Linked DNA regions of Anser cygnoides: region 2 is linked to region 1. The links are chromatin contacts, called in public Hi-C maps. All regions are on one chromosome and are shown on one strand. The core of a region is the stretch at or near the end of the contact, and the rest is flanking DNA. Distances in the headings are between cores, read along the strand shown. Region 1 overlaps DARS1 (aspartyl-tRNA synthetase 1). Region 2 overlaps THSD7B (thrombospondin type 1 domain containing 7B).

Region 1 (3,247 bases), core at 407-2,906:
TTAAAGGTACTGACGAGTAGGTAAATCAGGTATATATAGTATTTGTCTTGTCGATCTTTTAGCATCCAAAGTCAGGAGAAAAATGAAGAACAACTTCCATACTTCCTTTGTTTGCTACGTCGTATCTAAATTAGGAATACAACTTTATCTTTTTGTTAAGAAAGAAGTTACCAAATTTTTGGCAGATAGGTACACTGAGCAAATATAAAGGAAGCAGATCTGTAGCTTCTGGATCAAATATACAATACCTGAAATGATTTTCGGAGTCTGAATTTCCACAAATCCTTTGCGAATGAGAGTTTCTCTGAAAAGCTGACAAATACCAGACTGAAGGCAGAAGACTGCCTGACTAGTGGAGGTCTATAAAGAGAAGATAAAATAAAGAATCCTAAGTTAGTTAATTTTCCCAACCCTTACTTTTTCTGGACAGGTATCAGGACAGTATAAGCTACATTTATTCTCTTAGGAACGCTAGGTTGTTGTATTTGCCTAAACAGAGAAAAGTGCACTTTAATTATTATTTATTACACAAGAAGAAATAGGAATGGAAACAACAGAAACTCCTCATTTCAGTTTACAGCATATTCAGTTATAAAGGAGGCACTATGGTCAATTCAACATTTAAGCAATCACTGATTTATAAGTTATGCTTCTGCAAATAAAGGTTTTATAGTAAAAAATTGAATAAAAACACTAAACCTATTAAAAAGCTTTCAGCACACTGAACTAGAACAGTTGCAGCAATATACCATGCATGATAAGAGCAAAGCCCTTACTTACATAAGGTCAAAATGTTTGTGCCTACTGAAGACTACAGAATACATGTTTGTCACGTAAAACCAGTCACATGCTAACCACATATGACACAGGCACAAAAACATCCTCAAAAGAAGGTCTGAACTCCCAGCAGCATTTAACAGTCCACGTAGCACCTGATCACATGAACTGCAGTTTTTCTGTCTTTTTCAAAATTTACTTCAGAAGTACATTTAGCTGAAAACCTGAACTGATCAGCTTGTACTTGTTTATGCACGACACAGGTAAGCGACTTATCTGGTTAACAAATATCTACACTAAACGTTCTTTGAACACTCTTGGGTTTTAGTGTGAAAAAAAAATCCCTTAACAAATGCTCAAAACACTCCAACACGTCAGCACTGAACCCGTATCTGATTTTGTGCTTGCAGCATTTTAGAACTGGCAGTTAGCAACCTACAAGCGTATACAGAACCTAACGAATTCCTGCAAACAACTTAGAAAACATTTCTTTACAACAACCTGCGTCACAGCACTGTTTACTTCTCCTTTCTGCAAGGTACCCTACTTGTCAGTTAGGGTAAGGAGAGCCTTGTGGGCTTTTTCACATGACTCCTACCAAACCACAAAACAAAAAAACCCAGTCAAAACAAAATATATAAGCACCCAAATTTAGACAGTCAGTTAGTGGATATGTTGAAATAAATCTACATTCGTCATCTCTAGGAGATAAAGATATCACCTAACTGAAAAACTGAAAGAAAACGGTAATAATACTGCAGATTTATAGTAATTTGGAGTTATTTGCAATTTTAGCAGACTGATATCTCAGGAGTGTGAGGGGCTGAGCCTAGTCAATAATTGCCAGCAGCTCTCGCTGTCTGATAGCATTAACCACAGCCACTACTCCCACTACTTTCAAAATGAAGGAAATGAGGTTTTGAGCAACAGTTACAAAAGTACCCTCAAACTTTTTCACCCTTTTTCCACGGGTCTCCCAGAGTCAGACATATGCTAAGACAAGAAAGGTAGCCCAAATTGGGTGTATAATTTGTGGCAGCGTTATATCAAAGCACCCAAATGATTCAAAGGGATATAATAAATACACATTTCATATATGCGTATATATTTAACCATCTCCTATTCAGAAGCTGAAAGATTTTACAAGAGATTACAACCCAAACAGTCACATGACAGTCACCAATACAGTTTTTTTATAAAGTAGACAAATTTCAAAAAAAAGAAGTTAAACAAAACGTGCAACAATTGCTTAAAAGTAGGACAGTAACAATGACTTCTGATCAACAATCCTTCTGAGGAACCAGCACCAGCTCCATGCTAAGGTACACACTCTCAGGAAAAAGAGGAATGGTGATGTGCTAGCCCAATCTGAGAGCAATTACTTGCTCTGAAGCCTAGAGGTGTGCACAGAAACACGGCTGGTAAATAACTAACACACCTCTACTAACAATACTTTGCCAGGTAGTAACAACTCTTTGCTTTAGTGAGGATGCAGAGCAAAGACATTGTCTTCCCAATCCCATCTGTAACGATAAATTATCTTCAAAAATAGTGTTTATGAAGGCAGCCAAATTCACTGGTCTGGACAGTGAAGTTTTTTCTTTAAATATAGACCAAGAAAAGAACAAGCAGCAATTCTCCACACCTCAAATTAGATCTCACAAGACCGCTCTTCTTACTACCTAAGGTAGCTGAGCATCAGTGCTCATTCAGAGACTGCCAACAAAGGTAACTGTTGAGTATATGATCCTGCAGTCTCCTTGCAAGAATTAAACAGGCCAAGACGACATTTGAGATAAACTCCTAAAGAACTGCATCTATCAACACGCAGTAGAGTCAAATGGATGACATCAAACTACAACTTTCCAAAGATTTTAAGTATGTGTCTATATGAAACAAATTTTTTCAGATTTAATTATGTCCTTTGCACTGGAATGTTTGGGACAAAAAGAGACTGAATTTATCTGAAGAAAATAATTCATGCTGTTATGTTGCCTTTAACTGAGGCACTGGTATGTGTGTTATGAGGTCTGGCTATAGTGGTAGGTAACAGTTCCCATTTGAGATACCACACTTAGCTGCAAACATAACAATCTTAAGGCAGAGACAGCTGTCAAAGTGAATCGATTTTTACCTTTGCCTCAAACAACATTTCACTATGGCATACTTTTCCTGTAGTGTTTACTCTAATATAAACTCTTCCCCTTATATACTGGGAAATTCTTATCTGAGACAGTGACAAAGACAGTAAATGATCCTTCAAGTGTGAAGCAGAAACTGAAACAAACTTATGCCACTTAGATGTTGCTGCTGTTAACAGTGTTGATGTTTAAACATGGTCTGCAGAATTTATTTCACAAGAAAATTTGTTATTTCTAATAATCAAAGCAGAAAAAATGTTTAGCTAACAATAGCTTACAGTTGGACCAGATGATCTTCGAGGTCTTTTCCAACCTTAATGATTCTATGA
Region 2 (3,247 bases), core at 490-2,989, 130 kb after region 1:
AATGCTTCTGTGCTGATATGGCAAGATAAAAACTGCTTACTAGCATTAAAAAAAAAAAATCTTCCGTGCAACTATTGAGTTGAGAATGTATCATTAACTACTTTTTTTAATCAACATTTTTAAATGATGGCAATGTCTGGAGTTAATGAGAGGAGTGCTATATTCGTTTGATAGATCTTTTGTCCCTCCAGGTTTAGGAAGCAGAAAATGTTCCCGTTACACAATTCACTAAACTCGTCTAAAGAAGTGAGCCCAATATGGTGAGCCTTTCCCCTGGCCTTCAACAAAGGCCATTGTGAAGCTATTCGATCGGCTCCTTTTCCAGATTTCATGCCCATTAAAGCATCAATTACCTCTGACATTTCTATCAGCCTTCTATTAAGTTTGCACTTAGTAAGTTTCCAGAAATTACGAGCAAATTAATCCACACATTAATCAGATTGCAGAGGGAATAATTTTAAAGAGGAGGGAAATGCTCAGTATAATTTATGATAATAGATTTTTAAATTAATTGCTTCCTTTAGTTAATAATTTGTTCTCTTGTGAATACGTACTTGATATTACACTGGAAGCAGTTGTTTTTCTGGCTTGATCAATTAGTTAATGTTTACACAGCACTTTGAAGATGTAAAGCACTATGTAAATGCAGACCTGTTGTAGATCAGTCAGAAGTCTGCCAGGCTCATAGCCCTCTTTGTATATTTAACAACCGTCGAGTTGCTTTTAGCCTTCCCGAGAAAGGTGTTTCTTCTTTCTTTTTCATATTTTAGAGGGCCTTTGGTTGTGTTGGTGGTTTTTCAGTTGCAGGGCTTCTTTTTTTGTACCAATACTGCATAAGCCTCTTCATTGCACTGAAGAGCCCCAGGAGGAAGATGAGCTAAAGTCCTATTTCTTGCGTGCGATACTCTTATTATTGCCTCACTTAACAGATTTAAAAGCCCTCTGGACCTGAAATCAATAAGATCGGAAATGGAATAAATTAGTTGTGTTTACTCTGTTTATTTTCCTCCCCGTGTATGACTGAATACCTGTCTCTTAACACGGGGACAGGGATGCAGCTCAGCGAATTTCAGAACTATTTGAGGTTCTTAAATAAGGATTAATCGAATTGAAATAAACAGTGTGTCTTCAAAGGGGCTTGCTTTGGGATGCACAGCAGGGGACGTTCTGCATTGTATGCTGAAGTCAAGTTAGATGTGGAGACACACAATGGGTAAGTGGTTAAGCTTCAGCTGAATTTAGGGACTTGAAATACTTGGAGCTGGTTGGAGTCGGGCTGTTTGCAGGGGAGCTCTCGGGTACTAATCCCGTCATTCCTAACAAAGAGATGTAGATGTTGAAATGCAATGCTTGTTTTGCTCTCAGTCTTTTTTTTTTTTGTTTAACCCTACAAATATGTCAGCCCGTTGCCGAGGTTTTATATGGCAAAATACCCTGTGCATCACATCCTTATTGTTCTTTCAGGACAAAATGGAAACTAAGCAAAAAACCAGGAAAGTGAGAACAGGCATATTGCAGACACAGACACCTAAGAAATTGTGATTAATACTACTCACCAGTTTTATAACGCTTTTGTCTAGTGGCACTGGCCTGGAACAAACAATAACAAACCAACCATAATGTAACATCCCCTGAGAGCCATTTGGATCATGCAGGAGCTCGAAAGCCGACAGCATGAGCTGGTGAAAACTGTTCTAATTACTTGTTAAGATACACTCTGAAACCTGGCGAAGGAATCTGTGCTGAGTGCCACAAATGGTGCAGCAGTGCCACCACCTGCAAGAAGGAGAGACTCTGAGGGGAGGGGAGAAAGCCGTGAGGATAATTAAAATAAAGGGAAACAAAGGTCTGAGCTTAAAATCTAACCGAAATCCCACTGCAGCCATGCCTAATGAGGCCAGCCCTTGGCCCTTCTCCCAGGAGTAAGTTTGTTTTCATCTCCAGCGCTAAGTCCAAGACGGACAGGTTGTGATACGCATGTGAAACCTGAGCAGCAGAGAAGAGAAACCTTTCCTGCTATGGTTTCCTTCCTTGCCTGTGGAGTGGGACGGTGCAAAGTAGGCTGACTTTTTCCCTGAGATCCTCCTGGAGCCTGATGCTCCTGTTGGTCTTCCCACAGGTGGATTCCAGACGTACTGGGATATGGAGGGGTGAGAAGGAACTTCAGGCATTTCACACTCCCCTGCTAGGTGTTGGCATAGGTGCTTCATTTTCTTCTCTTAGTTGAATGGCTAAATATCTTTACATCAGTTTCATGTGGTGTGATAACTGAGTGACAATGCAAGATGGTAAGAAGTATGCTTACTAAGGAAATAAGTTTGCTGAGGATAGTGATGAAGCAACCATGCCTTGAATTCCTTATCGATTAAAAAAGGTAGTTTTCTGGTGTAAGGATTCATAGTCTGTGGTGTACCTGACAGGTCATCTTCACAGCCTTACGTACATCAGGGCCAAAGGGAAAGAACTGTGCTGCTTTCTGATGGCAGCCTCTCCCTCCATGGTGTACCAGGGACTGTTACTGCTTTATGTTAAATGTCCAAAGTTTGAACATTCATATAGGAAAAGCCCAAGCTTATTAAGGAAATCTTGAATGCTATGGTTATGTATAATAAGGAATAATGCCACAGAAAGAAGGCAAAATCTGTCTGTGTAAAATTGTCAATTTAAAGGCTTAGAGGAGTTGGGGATTTCATCCTTAGATGATTTGAAAGGCCTAAATATTGCAGATCCTGAAGACAAAGCAAGTCAGAAATATGTGGTGTAAATAAATTTACCAAATTTTTAACCAGAAATCATTTGAATTTTCTATGTGTAAAATGATTTTGCATTCAGCCTTTCAGGCTCTATTGCCACTGTTGCTCCTCCGCAATACTGATGTCTGAGCTGGAATTGTAGACTCCAAGCAATAGAGGATGTGTCTTCATTAGGAGCATTGTGTTCAATTTAATATCAGCTAGGTGGATTCAAGTTATTTGCTAACTTTTTGTTGGTTATACAGCATTCAAGCAAACCTACTCAAGCACAATGCACTAATGTTATCAAAAGCAACTTTCTGATGATCTGCTGGTTGCAGTCAGTGCTATCTCAATTATTTCAGGTTTCCACTGTCATTGGCAAACAGTTTTCTAATAAACACTGTCTCTAAAAAAGTAAAGAAAAGAAAAAAGTTTCCCAGCTGGGAAACAGGTTGCTGGGGTGTTTACTGGCAGCGTGAATGATGAAAAAGCTGAACAGGTACACACCAGAG

What was found. A called contact is a pair of places that touch in the nucleus more often than the background predicts.
Region 2: a contact with region 1 is called in a Hi-C map of granulosa cells, with 2.9 times the contacts expected there. The contact joins two enhancer-like sites. A contact is called at or near these places in 3 of 7 Hi-C or Micro-C datasets (granulosa cells and liver).

The regions. Positions count from the first base shown.
Region 1 is chr6:35,411,080-35,414,326 of Taihu_goose_T2T_genome, forward strand. It overlaps DARS1 (aspartyl-tRNA synthetase 1), which reads right to left. Exons shown (of 16, transcript XM_048062739.2): 8 at 249-360. Among named protein-coding and RNA genes, the nearest start is that of MCM6, 18 kb to the left of the region's middle. Within about 2 kb of position 1,657, at least 1 of the 3 cell types and tissues checked has open chromatin away from gene starts, as enhancers often do.
Region 2 is chr6:35,537,167-35,540,413 of Taihu_goose_T2T_genome, forward strand. All of the region lies in intron 3 of THSD7B (thrombospondin type 1 domain containing 7B), which reads left to right. All of the region lies in intron 1 of LOC136791130 (a long non-coding RNA gene), which reads left to right. Among named protein-coding and RNA genes, the nearest start is that of CXCR4, 53 kb to the left of the region's middle. Within about 2 kb of position 1,740, at least 1 of the 3 cell types and tissues checked has open chromatin away from gene starts, as enhancers often do.